Regions from separate parts of the Manis pentadactyla genome. Here region 1 is linked to region 2. A link is a contact called in public Hi-C data. All regions are on one chromosome and are shown on one strand. The core of a region is the stretch at or near the end of the contact, and the rest is flanking DNA. Distances in the headings are between cores, read along the strand shown.

Region 1 (6,578 bases), core at 2,325-4,824, 200 kb after region 2:
CTTTCATTCTTATTCTTTTTTCTATTTGTGCCTCAGTTTCTTTGTATTCCTCTTCTCTAATTTGTATTACACTTACCGTCTCTTCTACTACATCTAATCTGCTTTTAAATCCCTCCATTGTATGTTTCATTTCAGATATGGAATTTCTTTATGATTGAATCTCCTACTTAAATTAGTTCCTGATTTCTTGAATATTTTTCTGTGCCCGCATAAGCATGTTTATGATTTTTATTTCGAACTTTCTTTCAGGTGTATTGGTGAGTTAAGTTTCATTAGGCCCTTTTTCTGGGGTTTGTGAGAGTTTGGTCTGAACCACGTTCTTCTGACGTTTCATAATTCTGTGTGGTTCCCACTAGTGCCCAGAAGCTCCAGTCTCTGAAGTTGCTCAGCCCCTAGAGTGAGGCTGGGGGTGGTAGAGGAGTGGAGCTGGCATCTGGGGGGTGGAAAGATCTATTTCCTGATTCCCGTCTGGTGCCTGTCTCAAGTGTCAGAGCCAGTGGGCCAAGCACACAGGCATAAGCCTCTGTTCTTAGTGTCTATAGCTGTTGTAGGCTGAGCCTCCTTCTGGCTGGCCTCACGCCAGCGCAGTGATTGCTGGTTTGCAAACCGGTGCCAGCAGGCTAGGAGGAAGGTGTAGCAGGCTGGGTATCACACTGGGAGCCTTGGAGTTGAGTAGGCAGCCAGGGGGATGGGCTGCCTGAAGCTCCTCAAAGTTCCCAACCAGCTGGACAAAGCACACCCAGACAACCTTGTCCAGCTCTCCCCTCCACTGCGCAGCAAGCTCTGTGCAAACCCTGCTCCTTCAGCAGCCCTTTCGCTGCTAAGAAGCCTCTCAAACCGCCTGCCTTTCCTTTGCGTCAGAGTGGCCGGGTGTGGATCCCCTCCTCCACAAATGACGGCAATGTGTGTCAAGCACTCCACCTGTCTGAGCTCCTCAACGTCCAGAGCACCACACGGTGTAGGTTTCTGCTCCCAAAGCAGACCTCCAGGGCTGGGTGTTCAGCAGTTCTAGGCTTCCACCCCCTCCACTGCTCCATTTCTCTTCCTCCCACCAGTGAGCTGGGGTGAGGGAAGGGCTTGGGTTCCGCCTGGTAAAGGCTTTTGTATGGTACCCTGAGGTCTGCTCTGTTCGTGAGGTCTGCATGCAGTCTGGTTCAGCCTTTTTTCTTGTTGCTGTTTTAGGGTTAGTTGTAGCAATTAACTGTATTTTCATACTATCTGTGGTTCTGGGAGGAATTCTCTGTCTCGCCTCTCACGCCGCCATCTTGAATCTCTCTCCTTCTCTACATTGTATCTTATAGAAATATTTCATTAACTTTATTGCTATCATTCCATTGTATGGATATACCACATTTTTAAAATCCATTCACCAGCTGTTGGACATTTGGATTCTTTCCACTTTTTGGGTATTATGAATAATGCTGCTATGAATATTTACATAAGCTTACTATATGGGTATATTTTGTTTTTTGGGGGTATACACCTAGGAGTGGAATAATTGGGTCATATGGTACTTTCATATGTTAACTTTTTAAGAACCTATCAAATTTTTCCAAAGTGGCTGCACCATTTCACATTCTCACAAGTATGTGTGAGGGTTCTAATTTCTCTTATCTCCTCACCAGCACTTGTTGTCAGTTTTTATTACAGCTACTGTAGTGGGTGTGAAGAGCTTTCTCACTGTGATTCTGATTTGCATGTTGCTAATGACTAATGATGTTGAGCATCTTTTCATGCTTTTGGTGACCATTTAAATGTTTTCTTTGGTAAAATGTCTATTCAATTACTTTCCCCATTTTAAATTGGATTGTTAGTCTTATTATTGAGTTTAATAAGAGTTCTATATGTATACCAAATACAAGTCCTTTATCAGATATAATATTTGCAAATCTTTTTTCCCCCAGATACATATTTATTTTCTGACACAGTATTTTAAAGAGATACAAACTTCAAAGTGATGTTTCCTTGTGGTATACTAACAGACCAATCACCATTCACATTTTTTCAAAATATTTTATTAGAACCTTTAAAAAGCAACTTTTAACTTTTACTGTATAATACTTGAAAATGTAGATAAGTACAAAACACGGTAGCAAAATTCCAGAAATAATTTCAGTAACATTTTTTTGCTTACAGCCTTTGGTGCCCTCTATGAACATACATAGCATTTATTTTTAAAACTTAAATGGGGCTATTTAAATAATATAAACATTAGCCTCATTATTTTAGCTCTTGGCTGACAAGCAAGACACAAATTTCTCAATGATTTAAACAGAAAATTAGTTTATTAAAAAAACGGTTGGGTATGCCTAGTGTGAGTGATAGGGGAATAGTGAATGTTTCTTGTCTTTAGGGTAAGGCAGGGATAGGTACTGGAATTGTTATGGAAAATACTGAAAAACCTGGACTGGATCACTGATGGAAGAAGCAAGCACGCACTCGGAAGTCTTGGAATGTTGAGGCTTTATTTCACACTGGTGGGCTCAGAGGGGAGTAATCTCCCAAAGTCTGAATCCTGAACAAAGGCAAATGAAGTAATATATATCTTTCTGCTTCTGTATCTGTAACATTCCTACCAGCACAGCAAGCGAGCAGGCAAGGGGGAGTGAATTTAGGGAGGAAGTGCCTGGCAGAGTGCGGAGTGAAGGGGAGGGGGAAGTTAAGGGAGTTTCTGCTAACACATCTTTGCTAAGAAGAGCAACAGAAGGAAGCCACCTGGATTAGATAGACTGCTGTCCTTGTAAATTGCTGTCCTAAATTTTTCCTTATCAGAACTAGTGTCGAGGAGTGTTTCCCAAGGAGCACAGTGGAAGCGCCCCTCTCAGGGCATTATCCAGCAGACACTTCCCCAAACAATCCCTATTTTGCAGGGGGCTTGAGTTTTTGTCCCCCGAGGCCTACCTACCTCCTTTTGGGGTGCCGGTCTGTGGTCTCCCTCTCACCGCCCACCCTGTATCGTGGGCCTCCTAGATCCTCGACGCCTGGCTCAGGGCTCAGCAAGGCAGCACGAATGCGCCTCGATACAGTCCTCCAGCTCTAGGTCCGCCTTGGCCGCTTTCGGGCTGCTGTACGGGTCAGGAGCAGCTTCATGCTCGACGGGGACGATCCGAGGCCTTCCCTGGCGCGGTGAGTGCACCTCCACTTCCCCCTACCCCAGGAGTTATTGCCCGAGTGTTATTTTACTTGCTGCGGCAGTCTCTTTGTCGGTGGTTCAGGTGGGCACCGCCCGGTCCGGACGGCAGGGCCGAGCCCTCGTGGGCAAGCCTCCCGCCCGGGGCCTTCCCCTCGGTTCCGCGCCGCCCCGCGGCTCAGGCAGGCAGGGTAGTGTCCCCGAAACGCCGTTAAGTCCAGCGCTGGGACGGAAGTGCCTCTGGGCCTTGTGGGGCAGGAGGAGGTTGGGGGCGGCGCTTCCGGTGAGCGCCCGGCGCCTCGGCTAGCCCCGCGCAGCCGCATCGGCGTCCGCACGCCGCGCGCTGTGACGACCTCGCCCTAGAGGCCTGCGCGGGCGCCCTGCAGCCTGGCCCGCCGCGCCGAGGCGGTCCCGAGCGAGCGGCAGAGGCGGCAGCATGCGTTGCGGTTCCGAGTAGCGCGCCGAGCCCGCGAGGCCCGGCGCGGAGGCGGGGGAGGGCGCGGCGGAGGCGGGGCCCGCGCCGGGCCCGCCCGCCCGCCAGGGGAGCCGGCGGCAGTGGCCGAGAAGGCTGCGCGGCGGACGGCGGCCCCAGATTAGCACCGCGCTGCGGCCCGCGGGACCGTGCCGCGACCGCCGGGGCCGGCCCGGAGGAGCGCCCGCGCCGCCGCCGCCGCCGCCGCGCGCGGAGGGAGGTGAGTGCCTCCCCGCTCCTGGGCTATCCCGAGCCGCGGCCGCCTGCGTGGGGCCGAAGGAGGAGGAGGAGGCCCGGCCGCAGCCGCGGCTCCCGTCTCTTTGTGGCCGGCGCTGCCGTGGCAGGGACGCGGGCGCGCGGTGCGGGGTCCGAGTCGGGGCCTCCGGGGCTGCTGGACACGTCTTTGGTTGGCAGCCCCGGCAAGCGGCGACTTTCTGCCCTAGTTTGGCATTGAGTTACAACCGTTTTTCTTTAGAAGACGGAAGTTTGTTCTATATACCGCAAATAGGCTAAATATGGCTCCTGGGCTCGGCTCGCGTTGTGGTACTGGGAACCGAGGTGCTAAGCTGACCCTCGTCGGGCTGGCGCGAAGGGGGAAGGGAGGACACGCGGGCGGCCTGGGGCGGGGGCTTCCCCGCTCACTGCTCGCGAAGAGGACCGGGCCCTGAATTAGCAAATGTCTGTGCATGCGAAGGAGTGTGGCATTTAGTAATGTGGCACCCACACCTTCCTGCAAGAATGAATGGATAAAATGTCATTTACTCATCCATAATCACTATAATGCCCATTTAAAGATTTGGCAGGACTTGGGATGATTTGCATTGTCATTGTCTCTCTTACCTGGTCAGCCTTGCTAAGTGAGGAGGCTCCCCACCCCCCAAACTTATGACCTTGGCCTCATTCACAAAGCCACTGAGCTAACCAACCTGACCAAACGCGCTTGACATTTTCTGGCAAGTGTGGGCAATAGGCAAAGTAGTGTTTGTGATCGTGAACTGTTTCTGAAAGGTAGAGAATGTCACCTTAATCATACTTGATGCTTAATATGTTCAGTTACAGTAAGAACAAGAACCCTGACAAGTTGGGGTCGGGGGGCGGGCGGCGGTGCCTTGTCCTCATTTCACAGATGAAGTTGAGGCCCTAAGAAGTTGTAACTTTTCAGGTCACAAGCCAAGTAGCAGAACTAGGCATTTTTCAGACCTAGGCATTATTAATCCAGTGCTCTTTATATCACACCTGTGTCTAGACGTGGATTGTCCACTCTGGTAGCCACTTACTACATGTGGCTGTTTAAATTAATTAAAATTAAATTAAAAAAAATTCAGCTCCTTAGTTGCATTAGCCAAGTGTCAAGTGTTGAGTAGCCAGATATGACTGTTGCCTACTATTTAATGGTGCTTGTCTAGATGATACATCCATTACTTCTTCAGTAAATAATTATTGAGTGCCATCTGTGAGGCACAATTTCAAGTCCTGGGTATACTGTGGTGAATAAGAGACAAATGTCCTTGACTTTACGGAGCTTGCATTTTACGTGATAATTTCAGGGATGTTTCCATGGTGCTTAAGAGTGTTGCTAATTCAAAGGGTGGTTTGGGAGCCAGCAGCAGCCTTGTCATTTTGGGGTTTGGAAGAAATGCAGGCTCTTAGGTCCCAACCATGTAAGTTTAATGAGTATCTGTTAAAGTGATTTAACAGATCACAAGAGTTAGATCAAAGATCTGTCTCAGGTGATTTGTGTTCACATTGAAGGTGTTAATTCAGAATGCCAGTGGTAACTGGGTTTAACAAATGTACTGATGGATTGTTTGGTAGGGCTTTTAAGAAGCAAGCTCTACCATTCCTGGGAACAAATACATGTTAAATCCTGGCTTCTCCAATGGAATATAAAGTTTATGAGAGTAGAGATTGTGTCTTCCTTTTCCAGCCAGGTATCCCCAGAGACTTAACAGTGCCTGGTAAGCAGCAGGTTCTCAATAAATGTTGTTGAGTTTATGAATAAGCATGCTAGGAAGTCCAAATTGGTTGTTAATCTCAGGCAGTTGCAGGCATGATGATTCTCATGGCATCAGGTAAGAGCATGAGACCAGAGTCAAAACGAAGGTAGAGCTATGTGTGGCTTTTCTGCTCCAAGCCCTGGTCTGAGTTTCATTCATAGCTCTGGCAGTTTCTTGTTTTTCTAACTTTGGTAGCCTTGAGGAGTACTGTCTGGCTGTCTTTGGTGGACAGCTTTCCATAGACCAGATAGGATCATCCAGTTCTAGGAAAAGACTCTCATATTCAAGAAAGTAAAGGGGGACAGGTATTACACTGTTTCTGCTCTTACTGGTTTGTCTATGTAATACGTACATCTATTATGCTTATGTAACAACATGCAGCTTTAGTAATTTGTTTTCATTAACAGATTTCTTGGGATACAGGTCCTAATTGGTTGAGATTAAGAAGAGTATTACAGCTCTGCAGTTGTGAACCACTGTTTTAAAATATACTGGGTTATTATTTTTATGATGGGTTAAAAGCTAGGCTGAGGTGGAGAAGCAAGGAAAAGGAGAGATTAAGTAAAAGAAGCAGTAGGTCCAGAGAGGGACCAAGTTGAATGGAGTAACAGATAATGGAGGAAGAGTGGTGTGGCTGCACAGAGGAGAACTAGGAGTGAATACTTACTGTTCATTTCTCCAGTTAATATTTATTGAGTGCTGTAACTTTGGGGAAAGGAAATTCCGGGGCAAAATACCTTTAAAACTGAAATCAGTCAAAGGGAGAAATAAAGTTTAAAATCTGTTTATTGCTTACAAACTGCAGTCCGGGGCCATCTCTCTCCTACTCAGGCAAAAGCAAAAAAAAAGACCTCCCCCTAACCTCTCAGATTCTGATAAGCCTGTGGTTGCCCAGGTAAACCCATTGATATGGAGTTGAACTACCGCTTTCCACCCCTGAGGAATGCCTGTTGATATGCAAAAGCACTAAAGCCAGGCA
Region 2 (7,242 bases), core at 3,236-5,735:
CTGCTTTCAGAGTCAAATTTCAGTGCATCTTTAGAAAATTTTGGGAAAGGCCTCTGAATACATTCACAAGTAGGATGTGGTTCTTGCTAACATTGGGAGTCCAAGACATGGCTTGAGGCTGACCATTCTGTAGTCACCACCACACAAAGCCCCTGGGGCTGGGACAGTTTGTTTCTCTGTCCTGATGGAGTGTGAAAAGACTTTCAATTTTCTCCTAGTTAAGCCAAGACAGTTAGTAGACTAGAGAGGTGTTAAGTGCCCAGCACAAGCCTCTTGGGAGCAGTAACTTGTCAACTAAGAGTAAGAAATATTTTCTAAATCTCTCTCTCTAAATTTTTATTTTTTGCTTTTCCTGTAGTTTATCAAAATTCCCTTAGAAAAACCCTAACCCAATTTAGCTGATCAACCACCCCTGGAATATAGAAGTAGCTGGCGAAGAGGAGGAGATCCTCCCACCTGGAGTTTCCCTCATCATCTCTGGCTCCCATTTTATCCAGCATGATCAGCTATAAGGAGGGTCCTCGCTTAAATGTTACTTCATCAGAAAGGTCTTCTCTACCACTCTATTTAATAAGACGCTGTCCTCACCTCATCTATTCCCCTTATTCTGCTTTGCTTTTTTCCCATAGTACTTATTTCTTTTGGTATCTGCAATGGAAGAACAGACTGCTATGCCAGCCATTTTAGAGCATTTATGTAAAAAGTGATACAAAGAGCAACAGAGGCCAATTTAGGATGTGAGGGAATAGAGAAACAATTTCACAGCACCATGAGAGAGCAAAATCATCTTAGCAGCAACATGGTGATTGAGACTAGATCCCACCAGCAACTGAGCTAGAAGTTATACAGAAATAATGATGTAGACCAGTGGTCCTTAGACTGTGACCTGTGGGTCTCTCAGATGGGCCTCCCAGGCTGCCTGAAGGTAAAAGAGGTGGGAACAGGGCAAAGTTAGAGCCCTGTGGACTGACACTGTTTTCTCCTCTATCAGTTAGAGTAGCTATATTTTCATCTGTTTTGTATACTGGAACTCCACATAAAATTTCATTTGAGAAAGGGTCATGCTGCTTAAAAAAAGGTTTGAAAATTCTAATGAAGGTCTAATGAAGAGTCTGTTCTGCCCCTCACCATTCCGTTTGAAGGAGTGAAGCTCCCGTGATGCCGACTGCAGCTGCTGCTTTGCAGGCTTGTGCCGACTACGTGGTATCTGCTGACTGATTTCACAAGGCACTAGTTTCTCAGCAAGCGTGTCCTCATTTTGTCCAAAAAAGACCTGGAAACAACTAGGCATTAACTGAGGCTGAAGAAGGCAATCAGGTTGGGGCTCTGGGATAAAATAACAGAGAAGAAAGTATGTAGAAAATATCTTGGAACACAGCAAAAGAGAGGTAAAAAGCAGAGCCACATTCTACTTTCTGGCACAGCCAGGAGCACACTCACCATACCACATATGGAGCTGTGATGAGTGGGAGTACAATTTGAGAACTCTAACCCCAGTGATGCCCAGAGCTCCTGACTCATCTCCACAGATGCCTTATTTACCTGCTCAGTTGGCTCATCAAGCTCTTTCTCCAGCTCCTCTAGCACAGACACGGCTTCCTCTCCATTCTCTGGTTGGTGATCTCGCACCCAGGCCTGCAGCTCCTCTGGTAAGATGGTCAGGAACTGCTCCAGCACCAGCAGCTCCAGAATCTTTTGCTTGGTGTGCATCTCTGGCCTCAGCCACTGATGGCAAAGCTCCCGGAGCCGGGTCAGAGCCTCTCGGGGCCCAGGGGACTCCTGGTAGCCAAACTGCCTGAACCGCTGACGGAAGGTCTCTGGGCTATAGTCCAGATCACAGGCCTGCTCATCATCACCGTCCACCTTCACTACCAGGAAGCTGTCAGGCTCCTTAGAAGTTTGTGGAAGGAGTGTTGATGCTCTCAGTTTTGCAGACATTTGGACCGAGAAAAGCTCAGAACCACTACACTTTAATCTTCAAGGAGGTAAAGTTCTCCTTATGGACACTCCTTAAATATGATTAAAGAAACAAGTGTAAATAAGATAAAGACAAATGTTTCTTGAACAATACAGCTAAGATACTTAGGACTGCACAGAAAGTACTGCGCTCAATCTTAAACCATGTTTTCAAATACTTCCTTCTTTAAAAGAATCAGCTAAGACCCAGTAATTCATATGCTTGAGTAATACCCAATTTATTCTGAAAATCATGCCCATGAAGCTGACTAAATATCACAATAAGAGATCATCTAGGATTGCATAGGAGAATAGAAATAGGGAAGCCTGAGAAAAGTTATGACTCTGCGACAGGCTCAAAAAGCTGGTAATTTTTTGATTGTTTATAGTTCATAATGCGTGATCAAAACTGAAAGTTTCTGTGATGACTGCCCTTGTACTGTTCACCATGTAAGAACTTATTCACTATGTAAGAATTTGCTCACCATGTAAGAACTTGTTTGTTATGCTTCAGAAGATCGGAGACTGATGAGAATTAGGCTTGGGGTGGATTAATGATTGTGCATTGAGTCCCCTATACAGAATTTTATTGTTGTTAACAACCATTTGATCAATAAATATGAGAGATGCCCTCTCAAAAAAAAAAAAAAAGCTGGTAATTTTTTTCTAGCCTACTGCAAAGAGTGCTGAAAAATAGTCTTATGAGAGAAGTACTTTTGTGTCAATTTCTTCCAACATTTACTGATTTTTAAAACAGTATTGTTTGGACATTAAAGGAACCATTGAAAGGAGAAAGTAATCACATATCCATCTTAGATTATCCCATTTTTTTCATATTCACTTCTACTTCGCATCCATAACATCTATATATACTATTTATCTATTATAAAATATTTCAGTTGTTTCTAATTTTACTATTATAAATAATGCTGGGAAGCACATTTTCAGGAATGTACTATTTTTGTCCTTTAAAATTATCTTTTTCAAGGGTGTCCGGAGGATTTGGCTTATTAGGGTCAAAGAAGAGTGATAAATGTCTTGCTAAGTGTTACCAAATAAATTTCAGAAGACTATTAATTCATAATGCCACCAGCAATATCATAATTAATGAGGGACTGTTAGCAGGAAGAGGGTGGGAGACACTTTTCTAGGTACCATTTTATTATATGTACCACTAGTAACTGGTGACTAATTAAAAAATCTTATATGTGCCCTTATATGGCCTCTTTATGCAGCCTACCTTTTAATTCCCCACTTAAGAACCAAGCGCTAGACTAGACAATGAAGACGCAGAGGTGACCTGAACAAAGCCTGTGGCTTCATAAAACTTATTAGCAGAGGAAAGGCAACAATGTTACCAAATTAATTATACAGCTTTATACAGTGATGTGTTACACTGCAAATAACAGGAAATTTAATAAATATAAATTATCACAAAAGCCCTGTACAAATAGGTTATTTTCATCCCTGTGTTGCAGATGAGAAACCTGCCAAATCAACCTCAGGCATCATGACCTTGGGCAAAGCGTCAGGGCTGGGGTCTGAATCTAGGCCGTCCACCCTTATCCACGCGGTGCTGCCTGGTCAAGGGGTAGGGCTCCCAAGAGCAGAAAGAGAGCAGCAGACGCCGGTGATCACGGGCCAGAACAGAGTCTGGGGGCGAGACTTGAGCGCGGGAAGGGTCTCGGGTATGACCTCAAGGGAAACTAAGCTAAAGCTGCCTCTGGACTTTACAGGAGAGTGCCGCGGGAACGCACGTTGCAGCAGGAGCCGAATCCATGCCGTCTCCAGCAATGGCTCTCAGACCAGCACAAGAAACGGGGTCACCAAACCCCCAACGCCACAAGAGGGCCTGTAACAAACCGGGTCCCTGCAGGAGAGGCTTCGCTCAGAGTCCTGAATCCTGAGTCTTTCCAGAGAGGTCTGGCGCCCAGTTCAAAATCCCTCTTTTAGCGGGCCGGCTCGGGGAAGGTCGGTGTGCGACGCCCCCAGCCACCTCTCTCACCTGGCCCCCGCCACCCCACCCCACGCAGCGCCCCTCTCCCGCGGGGACCAAACTCTGCGAGACTGCAAGACGCACGTGGCGATGAGGAAGGTGAGCGGCAAGGGCAGGGAGCGCGCGCCGGGCCAGGGGACCGGAGTGGGGTCACCTGAGGGGGTAGGCCCCACGCGGGTGCGCGGGGTCGGGGGTGTGCGGACGCGTGCTGAGAGGCTAGGGGGTGAGCCGCCGAAGTGGGGCCCGCGGGGAAGCCCTGGGCAGCGGGTGTAGGGGACGGTCTGAAGAGGGGGTGCTCGCGGGCGCAGAGGCAAGGGAGTGGGGGAGCTACTGCAAGGCCTACCTGCTGTCCGCGGCCACCCACTTCCACCCGCCACAAGACGGACGCTTCTTACCGCGGCCTAGTGGCGCAGAGGCCTGGGCTCTCACCTCCGTGCAAGGACCGACGACTCGCGTTATCCGGGAGAAGCCTGGGAAGCGACCGGCTGGAAGCTGCTTCCGGTCCTCGCGGCCGGGGTTGGGGGTGGGGCGGGGTTGGGGGAGAGGTGGGGGTGGGGCGGGACGCGGTGTGAGAGAGCGGTTGCCACGGAGACCAGCCGCCTCGCCTTAGGTTTTCTGGGTGGCCGCTCCCCAGCGACAGGAAGGGGGTACCCGACGGGTGGGAACCCCGCTGCTTAGCATCCGCAGCATTATTTCTCAAAGTACTGCTGCTCAGATCTTTCACGTATCTTTCAGTAACTTAGTAAGGTTGTTTCCATTTTATAGGAGATAAAACCAAAAGGTTCCATGACTTGCCCAAGGCCACAGAGGAGAGAATCCTGTGCTTGCTACCCAGTACAGCTTTCCTCTAAAGCCATCTGAACTACTGAGGGCTATGCTTCAAGGAACCTTTTTGAACAGGTTTACCTCTTCCACCCCATGCTTTCACAAGAGAACCCAATGGCCCTTACAAAGGGGAGAACCCGCCCACACACATATTTTGGCACCAATGCATATGTACATGTTTCTTCACATCATCTTAAGTAAATGAAAAATAAATTGCGCCAAATGAACTACAAGACCACAGCTCCACATATTGGCTTCCTCCTCCACCCAGTTTTCCTAGGGTGGTTGGAAAATAGTGGGGAGTGGGAAATTAGGGAGAGGACAGAGATGCTTATTTACCACTTGCTAGTTAATAAACAAGAAAAAAACCCTTTTGATATGACCAAAAAAAACAAAACAAAAGTGTGTTAATGCTGGAGTCTGAAGTGATGAGAGAAAAGGCTGGTTCACACAGTCTACACCAGACCTGGGTTTAGGGGAAAAACTTGCTTCTTAATTAACCTGCAATGACAATAAATTTGAAATTCTTGCTTCAACAAGAGGCTTTCACAGATAAGATTTTTGATGAGGTACCTGCTGACACAAATAGCAAGACATCCCAGAAGTGCAGAAGGGGATGCGTTTAAGGTGATGGTGGTAGGTTAAATGACTCAAGCCAAATTCAGATGGCCAACAGACACATGAGAGGATGCTCCACATCACTAATCATCAGGGAAATGCAATTAAAACCACAATGAGATATCACCTCACACGAGTGGCCAGCATCGTAAAGATTAAAAACAACAAATGCTGGCAAGAATGCAGAGAAAGGGGAACCCTCCTGTACTTCTGGTGGGAATGTAAGCTAGTTCAACCATTGTGGAAAACAATATGGAGTTTCCTCAAAAAACTAAAAATAGAAATACTATTTGACCTGGGAATCCCACTCCTTGGAATCTACAAGTTCTCAGATTCAAAAAGACATATGCACCCCTATGTTTATCGCAGCACTTTTTACAATAGCCAAGATATGGAAGCAACCTAAGTGTCCATCAGTAGATGAATGAATAAAGAAGAGTTGGTACATATATACAATGGAATACTATTCAGCCATAAGAAAGAAACAAATCCTATTATTTGCAACAACATGGATGGAGCTAGAGGATATTATGCTCAGTGAAATAAGCCAGGTGGAGAAAGACAAATGCCAAATGATTTCCCTCATTTGTGGAGTATAACAACGCAGCAAAACTGAAGGAACAAAACAGCGGCAGACTCACATTCCAAGAAGGGACTAGTGGTTACCAAAGGGGAGGGGTAGGGGAGAGCGTGTCGGGAGGGAGGGAGATGGTGATTGAGGGGTATTATGTTTAATACACATGGTGTGAGGGGTCACAAAGAAAACAGTGTAGCACAGAGACGGCAAATAGTGACTGTGGCATCTTACTACACTGATGGACAGTGACTGCAATGGGGTATAGGTAGGGACTTGATAATATGGGTAAATGTAGTAACCACATTGTTTTTTCATGTGAAACCTTCATAAGAGTGTATATCAACACCTTAATAAAATTTTTTAAAAATATAACTATATTTAGAGGAAGAAGAGGTGATAGGAAAAAAAATTCCTTTCTTTCAAGGTAGTAATATATAATGTTTTTTGCCTTTCATTCCACAAGAGGGCAGAAGGTGAATACAATTTTCAACTCCACTGGGTTCAGGCCTTTGACTATTACCAGCTAACTACCACCTGCTTCTGTTTTGGTAGAGATAACAAACTGCTGTTGCTAACATCTGAACAACTGTCTTTGAGTTCAGGGCACTACTAAATCAATACCCAGACAAATAAGGCATGATTCAGAGCATTCACAGCCTAGTGGGTTCACAGAGGGAAGAGCAATACGTTTGGAGAGTTTGCTAAGGGCTCAGGGAGTCCTACATGTAGCTGGGGGTGTTCTCTGGAAAGATTGGAATGGTGGGGGGTGGCACATCGGGTAGCAATGCCAGTGATGCGTTTGGATGAGGCCGTGGGGGTGGGATGGATGGCTCAACTGTGGGAGTACTGAGGGCCCAGGGTGGGAATGTTGATGAAAAGAGGCAAAGGTTTCTTAGCCAAGACTGCCTGAAAACACTGGGCAGATTCTCCCTTCAGCCCCTCTTGCAGCCTGCTCTGTTCCTCAGACCTTCACACACACACACACACACACACACCCAACCAGCCCCATTCCACCCTCTCCTCACAGAGGTTTTCTCCTTGTCCAGGGCTCTTTTCTCTTAAAGACAGGTTTTTCTTAGGCCTTTTCACCCCCCTTATCTGAGGGTTTGCTCTCATCTATCAAGCCCAGGCTGCCTTTTTACTCAGGACTTCTAAGCTCCTCTGGCCAACTACCCTCCCTGGTCTTAGCCTATTTACTCTTTTGAGCCTCCCTGGTCCCTAGGCCTCTTCTCTCCTGGGCCCATTCTTCTCCTAACATTGGGATTGGCCT

Evidence for each region. Hi-C and Micro-C count contacts between places; a contact is called where the count stands out from the background.
Region 1: a Hi-C map of skin fibroblasts shows a contact between it and region 2, with 2.5 times the contacts expected there. The contact joins the promoter of GALNT1 here to the promoter of ZNF396 in region 2. A contact is called at or near these places in 2 of 3 Hi-C or Micro-C datasets (fibroblasts and skin fibroblasts).

Annotation. Positions count from the first base shown.
Region 1 is chr6:122,673,914-122,680,491 of mManPen7.hap1, forward strand. It overlaps GALNT1 (polypeptide N-acetylgalactosaminyltransferase 1), which reads left to right and starts at 3,575. Exons shown (of 12, transcript XM_057504119.1): 1 at 3,575-3,822.
Region 2 is chr6:122,471,762-122,479,003 of mManPen7.hap1, forward strand. ZNF396 (zinc finger protein 396) reads right to left here and starts at 4,486. Exons shown (of 4, transcript XM_057504116.1): 1 at 4,382-4,486; 2 at 1,543-2,009; 3 at 1,129-1,273. The coding sequence starts at 1,938. LOC118935357 (a long non-coding RNA gene) reads left to right here and starts at 1,553. Exons shown (of 4, transcript XR_008998321.1): 1 at 1,553-1,649; 2 at 3,693-4,051.